2 separate regions of the Zea mays genome follow, and region 2 is linked to region 1. Evidence: chromatin contacts called from public Hi-C data. All regions are on one chromosome and are shown on one strand. Each heading gives the region's core, a stretch centred on a gene start, on an enhancer-like site or on the middle of the called end of the contact. The rest is flanking DNA. Distances are from core to core; before and after follow the strand shown.

What was found. Hi-C and Micro-C count contacts between places; a contact is called where the count stands out from the background.
Region 2: a Hi-C map of leaf shows a contact between it and region 1, with 7 times the contacts expected there. The contact joins the promoter of LOC103632249 here to the promoter of LOC100125638 in region 1. A contact is called at or near these places in 6 of 25 Hi-C or Micro-C datasets (bundle sheath, ear, leaf and 2 more).

Annotation. Positions count from the first base shown.
Region 1 is chr7:35,893,125-35,897,164 of Zm-B73-REFERENCE-NAM-5.0, reverse strand. LOC100125638 (granule bound starch synthase IIa precursor) reads left to right here and starts at 2,230. Exons shown (of 14, transcript NM_001347904.1): 1 at 2,230-2,837.
Region 2 is chr7:36,020,898-36,024,937 of Zm-B73-REFERENCE-NAM-5.0, reverse strand. It overlaps LOC103632249 (adenylate kinase isoenzyme 6 homolog), which reads right to left and starts at 1,978. Exons shown (of 3, transcript XM_008654065.3): 1 at 1,559-1,978. The coding sequence starts at 1,768. It also overlaps the pseudogene LOC103632250.

The sequences.
Region 1 (4,040 bases), core at 981-3,480:
CTTTCATCAAAGCCTTCATCTTATCTTCTTGGGAGGATGCCATTAACAAATGGGCTGCAAACATTTAATTTATGAAGTAACATGTTCAAACCCTTTAAAAGCATATGCATTCTTGTAATGACAAAAGTTGGCAGATAATATTGCATACAAATTTTGTTTGAACCACTAGGGTGTCATAAAAACAAGGAAAAACATTACAAACTTGTAGCAAATATAAGGGAAGTAGAAACTAGAGATTCCAAATCATAACTGATATGTACAAGCACTTTCCTAAGATCTATCATAATGATGATGAAATGTAACAGACAAATTGTATCGTTACCCATATGAAAAACATGAACATGTCCAAATGCAAAATAGGATTTTCAGTAAAGTGAAGATGACATATGACATGTACACTTCGAATCATAAAACAAACAGACAGATGCAAACTTGGAAGTTGTACATATGAGTTATATAATTGTTGGCAGGTACACGGGAATGAACCTGCCAAGAACATTTTATACAGATTTCAAGGTTAGGAAAATAAGTGCCACAGAAATATAAAGGAAACTAGTAAGTGCAGAGACAAATGTTAGAGGTAATGTCATGAGAGAAAGACAAGTTTAAGTCTTCAACATTACATATCGTGCCACAGAAAATAAGTGATTCAGTGTTTTCGCTTATATTGGTGCATACTCATATAGTGCGAAAGGGTAACATTGCACATAAATTGCACAAATACATTGTCTTCAGTATGAAAACATGAAGAACAGTCCAATCAACACCACAAGGTACATATAATTGCTGGCATGCCTAATGTTATACTTCTGGTATACCAGGCGCCTAAATCACAGGATGAAAAACTTCCTAACTTCATACCTAGAACAGTTGTCTGGATCTGCTAAACTCCTATGGGCTTGGCAACAAAAATTACGATTTTTTAACACAGCTTCAGTGGTAATGTACATTTATCCTCACTGAAGTTTTCGTTTGATGGGGTAGAAGATGCTATACCTCTAGTAGGGATGGATCTGGGCCGCAAGACGGCGAATCAAACAAAATACGACTGGAGTTGTAAATCAATCGGGAAATAGAAAATGATTTGCCGTGGAGTTGTAAAGCAAAATACCTTAAGAAGGGGAGATTTACTGCCCACCAAGTCGAATCGAAGGGGATCCGTCTGGATCTGATGGCGCCGTTGATGGTCGGAGACGGAAGCCAACTAATCGGTCGCGAGAAACCTCGGCGGAAGCGGATTTTACCCCTCTTCGTCTTCGGTCGCGAACGGCACTGCGTGCTGACGACGTCGACTTCGTCTTCTGCGCACCCGAGCGGGGCCGGTGCCGACTCCACCGGCCGACGGGAGATCCGCCGCCGCGTCGCCTCGAAAAATCGCCCTTCCGCGGACGAGTGGAGACGGAGTGAGGTGGAGCGAGATGTTTCCGGTGTCTGGCGCGGGCGGCTCCTTCCGCGCGAAGAAGGCGAGGGGGCGGCTACAGTGAACCCCTGCATCTGGCGTGAGAGAGAAGAGCGTCGCGAGGAAGGGGAGAGGGTAGCGCTCACCGCTGCGCGAGGAAGGGGGAGACTGTAGCCCCTAAACGATGAACAATTTTAGCGTAGGGAAGGTGAAGAGGCATGCGTTGCAGTGAGTCTCAGGCACCGAGACGCACCAGTGTCGCCGCTGTGCCCAACTGCTTGTGTTGTGTGGCTGCGCCAGTGCGTTGGAGCCTGGAGCTCCCGGCTTCCAAGTTCCAACTTCCCAACAGCTAGCCCGCCACACCTCATCCAACAAACAACACCTGACTAATTAATACATGTGGATATATATTTTATTATTAATTTTTATCTTGTTGATTTCTAATTCACTATATTTTTCAGTGCTTAATTGTTCAATGTTAAACTTTATATCTATTTATCGAATTGTTTAATAAATTTACTATAAAATTATATCTGCATTCAATAGAATTGTATATATATATATTTTTGTTATTGACACACCCTATATAAAAGTCCTATGACGCTGCCATATGCTCGCCTCGTGTGGTTTAGCGCCACATTTGGCAGATAAAACTCTTTCTGGTGGAGCATTTTCGTCCGGATTTATTATCTTTTTGTAGGAGAAAGAAATAAAATCGCAGTACCTTTTTGAGGGCAGAAATAATTAAAAGTTCAAACCATCGTGGGGGGTCCGTCCCAGCACATGTGGCGTCGTTTCCTCGTGTCCCTCCGACACGCCGCCCTCCGTGGCTGCCTGCCGCTAACCGACGCCGGCGCACATCGCCTTTTCCCGCCTCCGGAACCAACGGCTCACGCTCCCCACCACTTCCCCCGCGCCCCTGCCGCGCACGGGGAAGACCACGAATTCTAGGCCCTTTTCCGCTGCTGGGCCCAGGGACGAACCGACGGCCCTCGTGCCGCCTGCCCGCCCCGAGGCCCCCACTTGCCCTTGCCTCACATCTCACCTTTTGCCTCGGCATATTCGCCTCCGATCGAACGCAGTCGCGGGCCGGTGCGGGTACGCTGCTGGTGAGGCGCCCGCGGCCCACCACCCCATGTCACCATGTGCGGTGGCCGCCGTGCTGGTGATGCGGGCAGCGGCCGGTGCAGCGATTGTGTGGCGCCCGTGCGCTAGCCACTAGGCGGGGCGCACGCCGCCTGTCACGTGGGCGATATTTTTCCTGGCCCTCGGCGGTCGGCGCGCTGCGTCGCCGCTTGCTTCCTCCTCTACTTGAGTGCCGAGTCGCCTCCGCGCTCTGCAGTCCCCCGACCCGGAGCCAAAGCCAACAAACAGCCGCTCCGCCTTCTTCCGCGGCTGCAGCCAGCGCGAGGTACCTGGCTGGCATTTTGCATTTGAGGTCCTTTCCTGCTTCCTGATCTTCTCCTCTACGCCCCTTTCGTTTCAAAATGCACTTGGGATTTGGGGGGGGGGGGGCAGTGGGCACTGCAGAGGGGGCTAGCAGAAGTTCTGGGGATTGCATGCTTTTTGTCCACCGTGAAGTTGTCTTTGTTCTGTGGTTTTGCACTTGGGACTTGGCTTCGGATTTTGGACAGTGTGACGTTCGTGTGCGCTAAGGTTTGCTAACCTTACTGTTTATTGTTTCACAATGTGCAAAATCAATCTCATTCTTACTCATCCCGTGCATCCTGCTCCGTGCACGCTCCCTATTTCGGCTTCAGTATCTGGGAGAGTACTATGTTCTCCCTTGGAGCGTCTGCCCGAATCCAGAGGTAGTTTGGTCAGGGGGGTTCCGAGAAAGTGATCCTGGGGTCACCTCTTCCACGCAAACGCGTTGTGTTGCTAGAAGTTTACTTAGAGGCACTTAATATGATGTTTTCGTATCAGGGCACCATTTCCTACATGAATCATTACACTCAGCCCTACGTGCCGTCACGTGCACACTTCTCTGATGGCAGGATCACGCCTTCTGAACAAATCTAGCACATCTTTTGGATATGCCAATAAAACACTGTTGTCCGAAGTACATGGGGGGTTGTATAATAACTTATTGACTCATGATACTTTTCATATTGGATCTAATAATGACACCATCCTTCTCTCAAATCCATCTATGACCACGTATATTCTCAAATCCTTCAATGCTCAACAAGCATTGATAGTAAGTTATATGTAGATTTATCAAATTGTAGTAATTTAATTCATCAAATCTCATCCATTAGGAGTGAATAGGGCTTGGGATTACCCTAGTGCAAGTTTTAACGAAAGTTCATCTGGTCGAAAACTCGAAATACACTTATTATTAGCACTTCTGCTTTGCAATGATTGGATCTTGATACTTTGCATGCTACTCACCTTCATGTCTTGGGTCCTGCTGGCACTGGAGAAAGGGATGGTTCCCAATAAAAGGAAGTAAGAGAATGCCAGGGCCAACTAGGTCCACTAATTATGAATATGACCGCAGGTTGGTAGGACAGTGACCTCGAGTCATGATGATGTGGATTTTCCATGTTTGAAGTTTGAACTAAATACTGAGGAATTTCGTTGCTTCTGGGTAATGAGATTCGGGTATCCCGCTGTGGGAAAAAAAATGGTTTTCCAT
Region 2 (4,040 bases), core at 729-3,228, 130 kb before region 1:
TATAATGATAGAGAGCCGACAGTCTGTCTTTTTCACACACTAGATTTTAGGCTTTTCCTGTGAGGCTATGAAAAAAACCTTTATGTGAGGAAAAAATATTTCATGAGTAAGCATGCCATGTCAACTAAATCGAGTGGATATTGTGAATTGTGAACTTTGAGTCTGTGAACTTGTGATCTTTATGAACTTGTTATATTGTGAACTTATGATCTTTGTAAACTTTTTATATTATAAATTTGTGATCATTGTGAACTTGTTATATTGTGAACTTGTTATATCATGAATTGTGAACTTATGGTATTTGTGATCTTTTGTCAATTTTGTTTTATTGTGAAGTTTGATACATTTACCGATCGTATTTTAGATTTCGACCGTTACCGGTGTATTTTCCGCACCGAACTTTCGTTTCCGATGTTTCCGAAATACCGATATCGTTTCCGTTTCCGGAGTTACCGTTTCCGATAAAAAATATGAAAACGGTAATGGTTTTAGTGTTTACCGACCGTTTCCGACCGTTTTCATCCCTACTAGATAGGTTTGCATCCGTTGTTTCAATATGTTTGGTCATAATTAGTTTTGTGTGATGCTGGTGTTGATTGTAATCCTTGTGTGTTTAGTATCTATATTGCTTAGCAAGTAGCTCCTATTTTAGTAAGTAATCTAAGAATAGGCATGTGATTGTCCGCATGACCGAGAGGCCCTGATTTGTTTCCTTGCAATCTTCTATATAAGCAAAGCAATAGACAACGGAAACGCTGCCAATTTCTGCAGCACAAGAACGAGATTGTGTTCTTCATGTTCGTGTGAGCATCTGTTGGTCGCGATCTCGCCGACAACCTGAGTATTGTCAATCCGGTGAGGTTCTAACAAGTGGTACCAAGGAGCTAGGTTCTGATTCTTCTGAACGTCTGGGAAGAAGAACGAAGACGGCACCTCCAAAGACGGAGTTGTGATCCAGCGGGTAATTCGTGAGGTGGGTGGCGGTAGCAGCTACCCCGTTCTGACCAAGAACAACTACTCCTACCGGTTATATAATGGTCAACTGACGATCCACGAGGACCTGTTTCCTTAACGGCATCTAGCAAAAGAAATAGAGGTAACCCGACCTGCAGTCAGTGGCGGAGCACCCATTATGGTCTATGGCTTGAGACATACCTAAAAATCATGTTTGGTGTAGTGGTAAGTTCATACTACCTGTAATCAACAGGTTCCAGGTTCAAGTCCTATGTGTTGCATCATGTTTTTCTCTTTTTTTTTTCCTTCTTCAGCCATACCTTATTATTATTTTGTCCTCCGCCACTGCCTGCAGTACGGCTGTTTACATACCACAAAAAAGGAATCCAACAAATCTTAAAAACTAAATCTGGGGGCACTTCAACCACAGAATAAACTCAGAATTTTAGGTTTCACGCATAATAATCCTGGTATTTAAGCTCGTGTATTCAATCTACAGGGCAAATGCTGAACATTACGGTCGAGATTAACACGATAGGACGAAGAGAGGAATATCCGAAGAAAGGAGCGGAGCGGAGCTCAGTTGGGCAGAGGCGAGACTTACCAGGTCCTCGTTGATGACATGGCACTCGAGGTCGGCGTCCCAGCCGTCGTGGAGGCTCTTCTCGCGGACGAGGTCGCCGATGTTGACGTGGCGGAGGCCTGCGGCGTCGGCAAGGAGCGAGCACGTTGTCGTCTTCCCCGTCCCCGGCGTCCCCGTCACTAGCACGTTCGGACGCGCGCGCCGCGAGCCGCCGCCGCTCCCTACGGCCATCGAGGGGGAAGAGGGTTCTAGGTCTCAGGTGCCGGAAGGAGCTCCTCTTTCTTTCTAACATGGAAGACTCAGGGACACGCTAGGCCTGATGCCGTTCGTTTGGCATCCTATGGTACAAAGCAAATAAACAGAGATGAATACGCAGTTCCCACCCATACGCGATCTGGCCCAGGTTTTACCCTGGATCCAACGTGGGCTGTATCGCCCTCTAATACGGCCCATATCGACCTTAGCAACCTTAACTTGTATTGATTTTTTTAAAGGGTGAAAATTTCATTATGAAATAGGCAAACAGTTAACAACATAACCATTACAGCAAACCACACAGACATGTCTTAAGCGGGAAAACGGCTAGATAGACCGAGCTAGCAACCTATTCAGATAAGCGACTTCTGAACAAGAAAGGGCCAATGCAGACAAACCCACAGACTGAACCTAAGGCATCGCACGGTCTGAGTCTGATCACACACTATGATGATCACACGAAACAACGACAGTGTTTATTACAAATACTGTGGACCTAGTATTGCAATCGCCGACAAAAGAGCCTGACCAGCTGGACATAAACTGGGGCGAGGACATGGAGAGCGCATGCGTCTGGAGAAAGAGCACGGCAGGGCGCGGAAGATTCAGCAGATGCGTCTGTCAAGCGGTGTCCATCCCAGATCACGGTTGAAAACTTCTTTAGCCAGTCTTCTGATTCGCAGGCTTCCGCCCACCAACTTCTTTCTTTCCGTCTCTTTCTGCAACAAAGACCAAGAGTCCAGCCAGAAGCAAGTAAGCAACCAAAAAAAAATGACGTCAGATGGGTTAACCATAGTTCTATTATTAAAACAGAAGTCATTCCTGATTCTTCAAATGGACCACAGCACAGCACAGCAGTCGACTATGATCAGGTTTCTATCAGTTTTCTTGAAACCCCTAACCCAACCACCGAAGAGAGTCTCGACATTACCAGGAGTACTATTAATGTTGAGCGCATTCTATCAGTGACATAATTATCTGAAATAATTGTGTCACTACTATTGCTTAATAGAAATTTTGTCACTTTTATAATTTCAGGATTTCTGTTATATTTTCAAAAAACGGTACAGCACACATCAATGGTTTAGCACAAAACAATTATGTTTTTACCTTCTAATTTGAACTTTATAATATAACATAAATGCTGAAATTCAGTTCAGTACAAAAATGACAAAAAACATGTAATCAACTGTTGATCCTGCTAGCCCTTAGGTATTCTCTTCCATATTTCCAAGTCCGACTGTGATGTGGTTGTCTAAATGTGGAAACATAGCCTTGTATGGCTTCATGAAACGTTTCCCACCAAAGAGCTCACCACAAGCAAGGTAAATGTGTGTTTTATTGTCAAATCCCATAGCAGGTAGCACCTAGAATAAGACCTACGTGCACAACAAACCAAATAGAATATTAGATTACTTCAGTAGTAAAAAAATTTGTTCATGATGAAAGGCTTACCATGTGCCTAGGAAGCCATCATAATACTCCAGCAGCACTCTTTTTTTTTTTTTTGCTCCTGAGATGAAACCACTTATTCTCCATTCAGCAGCTTGGGAATGAAATTTTATCCCTTCGTGTAGCAGGTTGGGAGGTGACGAAAGGGGTATTAGCATCACCAAACCAAACCAGACAACATAGACGGGCAGCCCTTGGAAGAACTGCGAGCGAGGCAGAAGGGCAACATGCCTGCCGACAGAGGTGATGTATGGCACCCGGAATTCCAGCAAAGCTGAGGAGAAAGCTTGAGAACCCGTGTGCAAGAGGAAGGATGGTGTGCCTCCTTCTTCATGCTCTCCTTTCCGATGCGCCTGTTGGAGACTTGTTATCAAATGTTATGAGTTAAGAACAAAGCAACACAAAATGTGTAACACCATAAAAATCATCAAATAAAAGTAATACATTTAGTTGTTAATGGTAATAAATTTTATTTTAAGTGTTTGTTATTTGTTTGCATTTGGAATGATTTTTGATTGCTCATAATGGATTTTGGATATTGAATATCATTTTTTTCTTAAATGAAAAACCAAATAAATAATATAATAATTAGTCAAAAATAATATTTTATTTAAAAATAATTTTGGTTTAATTATTATGAATTTTAGGGTTATTTAAAATATGATTTTAAATTTAGAAAAAGGAAATAGAAAAAAAACTAACATAACTAACCCTTGGCCCATTAGGCCCATGAGCCGGCCGCCCCTGCCCCCTTCCCTAACCCTAAGCCGCCGCCCCTAACTCCTAGCCGTCGCCG